Regions from separate parts of the Ovis aries genome. Here region 1 is linked to region 2. The links are chromatin contacts, called in public Hi-C maps. All regions are on one chromosome and are shown on one strand. The core of a region is the stretch at or near the end of the contact, and the rest is flanking DNA. Distances in the headings are between cores, read along the strand shown. Region 1 overlaps UCK2 (uridine-cytidine kinase 2). Region 2 holds the start of UCK2 (uridine-cytidine kinase 2).

The links. Hi-C and Micro-C count contacts between places; a contact is called where the count stands out from the background.
Region 1: a contact with region 2 is called in a Hi-C map of tail adipose tissue, with 2.8 times the contacts expected there. The contact joins the enhancer-like site here to the promoter of UCK2 in region 2. A contact is called at or near these places in 3 of 16 Hi-C or Micro-C datasets (hypothalamus, skin fibroblasts and tail adipose tissue).

The regions. Positions count from the first base shown.
Region 1 is chr1:117,981,309-117,984,370 of ARS-UI_Ramb_v3.0, forward strand. UCK2 (uridine-cytidine kinase 2) reads left to right here. Exons shown (of 7, transcript XM_027977701.3): 5 at 282-379; 6 at 2,409-2,457. Among named protein-coding and RNA genes, the nearest start is that of UCK2, 71 kb to the left of the region's middle. Within about 2 kb of position 1,438, at least 13 of the 54 cell types and tissues checked have an H3K27ac peak or open chromatin away from gene starts, as enhancers often do. A contact at or near this core is called in tail adipose tissue, where this site is marked.
Region 2 is chr1:117,910,038-117,913,182 of ARS-UI_Ramb_v3.0, forward strand. It overlaps UCK2 (uridine-cytidine kinase 2), which reads left to right and starts at 1,804. Exons shown (of 7, transcript XM_027977701.3): 1 at 1,804-2,164. The coding sequence starts at 2,066.

The DNA of each region.
Region 1 (3,062 bases), core at 188-2,687, 71 kb after region 2:
ATTTGGGGCAAGTGTTGCTTGAAATGAGAAGATTAATGGCCTTTCCCGGAAACCTTTTGCTTCAGAGAGTGTTTTGTCATAGCTGAGTTTGACTGTAGCAAGACTTGAAAATGCAACTTGTTTTTCCCCAAAGCTGCTGCTGACCGGCGGTTGGTCCAGTCTCTCAGGAATCCGGCATGTGACTCATCCAGAGTCCTCGTGGAGCTTGTATGATCCTGATCAGCCTCGCAAAGGGTGGACATGCACCGTTTTCTTGATTCTTGTTTTTCTTTCTCTTCTAGTATTAAGGGACATCAGCGAAAGAGGGAGGGACCTTGAGCAGATTTTATCTCAGTACATTACATTCGTCAAGCCTGCCTTTGAGGAATTCTGCTTGCCAGTGAGTTGTGTTCTTGTTTTTCATTGAATTTAGTGTTTAAAATGTAATGAAACAAATAAAGGTCTGTGAGTTGAGCTCCCCAGCCAGGATCTCACTCGCCCCTCTGGCTGCTCCTCTGTCGAGTCCTAAGAAAGGCAGTCACTGGTGCTTTGTCTCCTGCCCTGGGGCTCTGTCCCACCACTCTTTTTTGGGGTGGCCCTGAAGGATCCTGCTGTCCGATAGTCCTGCAAGCTGTATACTTCTCGCTTGGTGAGCTCATGGGGAGGCATTTTATTAAGGATGCATCGTATCTAAGGATAGACTTGACTACTTGGGTCTTCAGAAGATTTGTGGCGGTTGGCATGTTGGTGCATGAGCCCTCAGCTGCAGAGTCTTCCCTTCTGAATCTCTTCTGCCACCCCCTTTGAGTCCTATTTTGAGCTTGTCATTGGTCCCTATGTAAGTTCCCCTGTGGGAGGTGTACCGTGGAGGAGCAGGCTTCCTGTACTTCTGCCCAGGCTCGTCAGGCCTCCCCATGAGCTGGGAACTCTCTAGTGAGATGACTTTCCCAGAAGGAAGGGTAGAGACTGGGCAGTGTTCAGCTTTTAGTGAATCAGCCCTCAGCCTAGGAAGCACCCCAGCTTCCTGAGGAAAGTCAGGCGAACGTTTGGGGGAGGCTGTCAGGGTTACAAGAGGTGGAGTGGTGGGGTGTGAAAGAGGAAGGCATGGGAGAGAGCCTAGCTTTGGAAAGAATTTTAGCTCAGGAGACTCATACCTCATCATACGTCTTTTTCAGGTTGGATAAACCATGTTCTCATTCCTTAAGAATTTAGAGTTCAGTCCTGGGAGTGTGAGAGAGGCTGGGTCTTCGCCTAATCTTGGCTGATGCCTTTAGGGAGACTGGCTCATGTAGGGCTATTGGGAAGTAGTGTAGAGTGGGGATTTCTCTACTTCTCTTAATGTTAATAATTAACTTCTTTCTTCTGTGCTGGAAAAATATGATCCCAAGCTGTCTTTGTTTCTTCAAGTATGTTAGTAGGTTTTGCTTCAAAACCAACTTGACTTTTGTTTCATATCCGGAACCAGGCAGGCTGTGTGAGTCAGCCTGAGTAACCCTGGTGCCCTGCTCATTCCCTGGAGAGGCCTGGGTCATAGGATTAGGTTTCTGAGGAGAAGGCAGAGGTGGCTGTAGCACTCTGAAGTTCTACCCATCCATCTGAGGACCTCTCTGCTCTTTCTAGCTTAATAATAAGAATACAAAGTATTCTTTTTGGACATAGATTACAGTTTACTGCCAACTTTCTGCTGTTTAACTTGTTGTAGTGGAACTCAGAATTTTAAGTAAGTATTTTCTAGGTTGTTTCTACTAGTTCCCACTGTGCAGCCACTCAGCTCAGGAAAGAGCAGCTCACTCTGTGTGAGCTTGGGCCTGATACATTGTCTGCCTAGTTCATGCTGGGCCTCTGGCCATTCCACAGCTGTAGTATGGACATGGCGCAGGGTGAAGACCCATGTCCTAAGGCATTGTTTACACAGCCTCACCAGGACACAGTAGTTTGTAAAATGGTTCACAAAGTCTTAGTAAACTAAAAAACCCCAAAACTGTGCGCTTTATTTTTTCTTTTTTTAAGGCTGTGTCATAACAGAGCCAGTGGAAATGGTCATCAGTGGGACTTACTTTTTCTGACTAGACAAACTGTTGAAGTCCAAGGTGAACTGCTTCTTCATAAGTTTGGCTTTTACGAATTAAGGCTTTTCATAATGGTGAAGAGGCAGTTATATATTTAGTTTCCAAGACCATGTTCATTGTGCAGGTTGTAAGCTGAAAAAGTGTTGAATGTTAATGAGAACTCAGGAAAAAGCTGATCTATTATAAATTCGATAAAGTGGATAAAATATATTACATTGGAAGTAACAGAGTATTGCCCTCTGGGATTAGTAGGCAAAGGCTGGCCCTTTCTCCGCATTCCCTTGGAGAAGGGCTTGGGCCATCTCCTCTCTTTAATGCACTGTAATCCATCTAATGTGTTATAAATATCTTTCTCCACAGACAAAGAAATACGCTGACGTGATCATTCCTAGAGGTGCAGATAATCTCGGTGAGTCCTCGTGGGGTGCCTTGCGCAGGGCATGGCTCCTCCCTCTGTCAGTTATACTTTGGTTAGGACGTGGTAACCAAACATGGCTCTGTGGGTGTGGGGGAGGCCCTGGCTGCTGCTGTGAGCTGGAAGGGGGTTCATACCTACACACCCGGCATCAGGGACAGGCCACTGTGTTTACGCACGTACATGAGCGGGGTCAGACGTGAACTTGCTCTTGCTTCTCTGGCAGTGATCGGAGGGCGGTGCATACCTTCTGTTGTTGTTCCCAGTGATACCTGGGCATCTTGTATCTAAGGCCATTTCTAGTAAAAGCAGAGTTCCTTCCTAATTTCATTTAGAAAGCTCAAGGTGGCTTTTCCTGGGGTGGAAAGGATTTTTACCATGTGCATTTATTCACGCATTAGCTTTGCCTTGTCTAGAAAGTAGGAGTGTCTGGATTTAAGGCAGAGCTGACTTGGGAGAAGACCCTGTTTTCCTATTCTCTTTATAATTTATTTCAGTTTTCCTCTGTTTAAAAAGTTAATTTTTTGCTGAGCCATTTGGGAGTTAGTCACAGCAATGAAAATTTCACTTCATTCAAGCCACAGTGCACTCGTCACATC
Region 2 (3,145 bases), core at 554-3,053:
GTGCTAGGGATAGAAAACAAACACAAAGCAAGAAATGTGTAAACCAGTTTGTAGTAAGTCACTTTAAGAAAGGGAAACAAAAGGTACAATGTATAGATGTGATGAAGCAAGTATAATACAATGTTAACAGGAGAATCTAGGTGGTGGCTATATCAGTCTTTACTGTAAAATCTTTCAACTTTAAGTTTGAAAATTTTTATGATTACAATGTTGTAGAAAAGAGTTATTGGAATGATAAAGAAGATGGGAATTTGGGAAAAGTTCATGGAAAATGTGGCATTGTTTTATTCTTCTTCCTCTCAATTACCTAATATCCCCTTAGCTATGAGTCCATCAAGTTCCAAATTCCAGTTGGCCTTTCTTGGCTCTGAAAAGCCTTTCTTGGCTCTGAAAAGCTCTGCCATAATCCTAAAAGATCGTTATCTTTTCACTGAGAGAAGAACTTGTAGGAGAAGCAGCACTTAACCACACACCCCTCAGCAATCTGATAAGCCTTCTTGCTAACCTCTCCCAAATGCCTGCCTCTGGATTCCAAGAAGCTCCTCTCCCCAGCTTAGTTTCTTGTCTGAGCTGTGGAGTTTGGTTGGGGATGGTATCCTTAAATATTTAAAAAATGAAAAGAATATCTGTTTTTTTCGAATACTCTTAATTTTCTTTAGTAATTTTTTCAAAGTAATTCTGAATTTAAGATAATTTACTAAGTTTTGAAAGAGAATGCAATAGACTTGAGTTCTTCTTTAGATGGTAGGGCCTGGAGCTCACTGATGCCAGTCCCGCGTTCACGGGAGCAGAGGTTGGAAGTGGCTAGTCTAGTCCTCCCTCTCTTTCCTGTGCTTCAGCAAAGGCTTCTTTTCTCCAGTTTCAGCCCTTTCGGGGCCTTTTCTCGCAGCGCCTTTATATAAAGGCTTGAACCTGTGTCACACCCTCTGTTAAATACTGTAAATATAAAAGTTCATTTTAATACAATAATCCTAGCATATAATTGCCATGATTCCCATTTAACAGATGAGAACATTGAGCAAGGGAGGTTGAGTGACTTGCTCAGGGAACTGCAGCGAATACAGAAATCTGGTTCCAGAGGTGGCCCCACTCTTGGTCACCAGCAGCTACTGTCTTTTGTAACCAAGTGCCTAACTGTCCACCTAAACCACTTCACTTAAAGGTATTAATAAATCGACATGCATAGTTTTAACGTTTCCACAGCCTTAACTCCTCAGGAACCTCCGTGTTTGGGATTTCAAACTATGGTTAGAAGGGGCGTTGATGTCGGGAGGGAGGGCGTTCCTCAGAGCCCCCTCAAATTACCTTTCTTTCGGAAGAAGGGCTACGGAAAGTCGCCTGTTAAGTTAGAGGATGGTGTTTGGAGATTTCCAAGAGAGGAAAAGCCAGAGACTGAAATATTATTTTGGCAAATGGGAGGGGAAAAAAATTCATTTTCAGAACACAAGTTTTTAGTCTGGATAATGGAGAAATGACATTAACTCTTTGTTTCATCTTACTCTTCCAAGCTTGTTCTGACTTTGCTTCTCAAACCTGAGGCATCCATCCCCTCTATTATTTGATCTGCCCTTTTAGCTTTTTATCCCTTTTGAAATAGGTGGGGGCATACCCAATTAAAACACGCAGAAGGCTCCATTCTTCTCCCTTGGTCCTCGGCAGGCCGTCGTCATTGATAGGGTTAACCGGGTGGGTAGGGAGGAGGGTCGGGCTCACACCTTTCCCAGAGACCTCGGGCGGTGGCGGCCGGGCCCGGGAGGGGCGGAGGCGGGGGCCAGACGCCTCGCCGCCGCCTCGGCGAATAGCAGTGCGCTGCCCGCCCGGATTGGAGCAGCAGCATCACGCTGACCTCTGCCTGGGATGTAAACCGGGACGGCCGCAGCGGGCAGAGGAAGGCTCTGCGCTCCTTAGGGAAAGGCAGCACCGGGCTCCGAGCTGGGAGCGGCGGCAGCCTCGGCCTGGGCAGCGCCCAGTGGCGGCTGCGGGAAGCAGAGGGAGCCCGGCGCGGGCGCGGGCGGGGAGCGTGCGTCGGTTCGCACAGGCAGCGGGAGGAGGGGCCGCGCGAGCCATGGCCGGGGATAGCGAGCAGACCCTGCAGAACCACCAGCAGCCCAACGGCGGCGAGCCCTTCCTGATCGGCGTCAGCGGGGGCACGGCCAGCGGCAAGGTACAGCGGGGCCCCGGGGCCGCGCTCTCTCCCCCTCCCTTCTGTTCCCCTCCCGGGTCCCGGCCCCGCGGCGGCGCATGTGGCCGGCGGCCGCGGGCCGTGTCAGTTGCTGCAGCCACCGCGTGGCCCGCGCGCCTCCGCTCCTGGCAGCGCTCCAGTGCCGAGTCCTCCGTGCGCGGACTACGGGCGCCGCTGCGGGGGACGGGCGGGCGAGGAGCCGGGCCACCAAGGTTCCAGAGGTACCCCGGCTACCGATCGCAGGGCTGGCACGCTCCTCGGGCGGCAGTGACTCGTGGCCGGGGTCCTGTGGGGGAGGGGCAGAGAAAACGGATGCTTATTGTTTTGCAAGTCCGACGTGGGGAAGAGGGCTTTAAGCAGGGTCCTCTACGACCCCCGCGGTACACCCGTCTTCCCCTGTCCTAGCGTTGATGCGCTCGCCCAGCGGCGCAGCCCCGGTGCCAAGGGCGGAGCGAGCCGCGCAGCCCTACCCGGACGGCTGCGAGAAAGCACGAGGCAGCGTCCAGAGGAAAAAGAGGAGCCCCGCTTGGACTGGATGCTGGGGCCGGGGATTGCAGGGGTTTCCGGGGAAAATCCAAATATGAGCCAAAATAAGCGAGGTGACATCAATGTAATGATCATACCCAGGGCTTTTCTCTCTCTCTCCCTCTCTGGTTTTAAGAGGAAACGCGGTCAGCTTCAATGAGAAAGTTGTACTGGCCCCGGGCTCTTAGATGTCTGGGGCCGTAGGCGTCTTCGATCCGCGGAAAGTGGTCATCCTCTAGGTGTCTGACCCCTTTAGCAGCCTGCTTTATTGTTTGATCAGCAAAGCTAGGGATATGCTTTCCTAGCTTTACCCCCGGCTTTTTCTGCAGGTGGGGAAGGGTGGAGTCCTCACAGATGTTTCTTTCTTTGCTCCCCTTCCTTTAAGGTGGCTACTTGTTTCCCCTGCTGTTTAACAATCTCCAAGTTGATTCTGCGCAC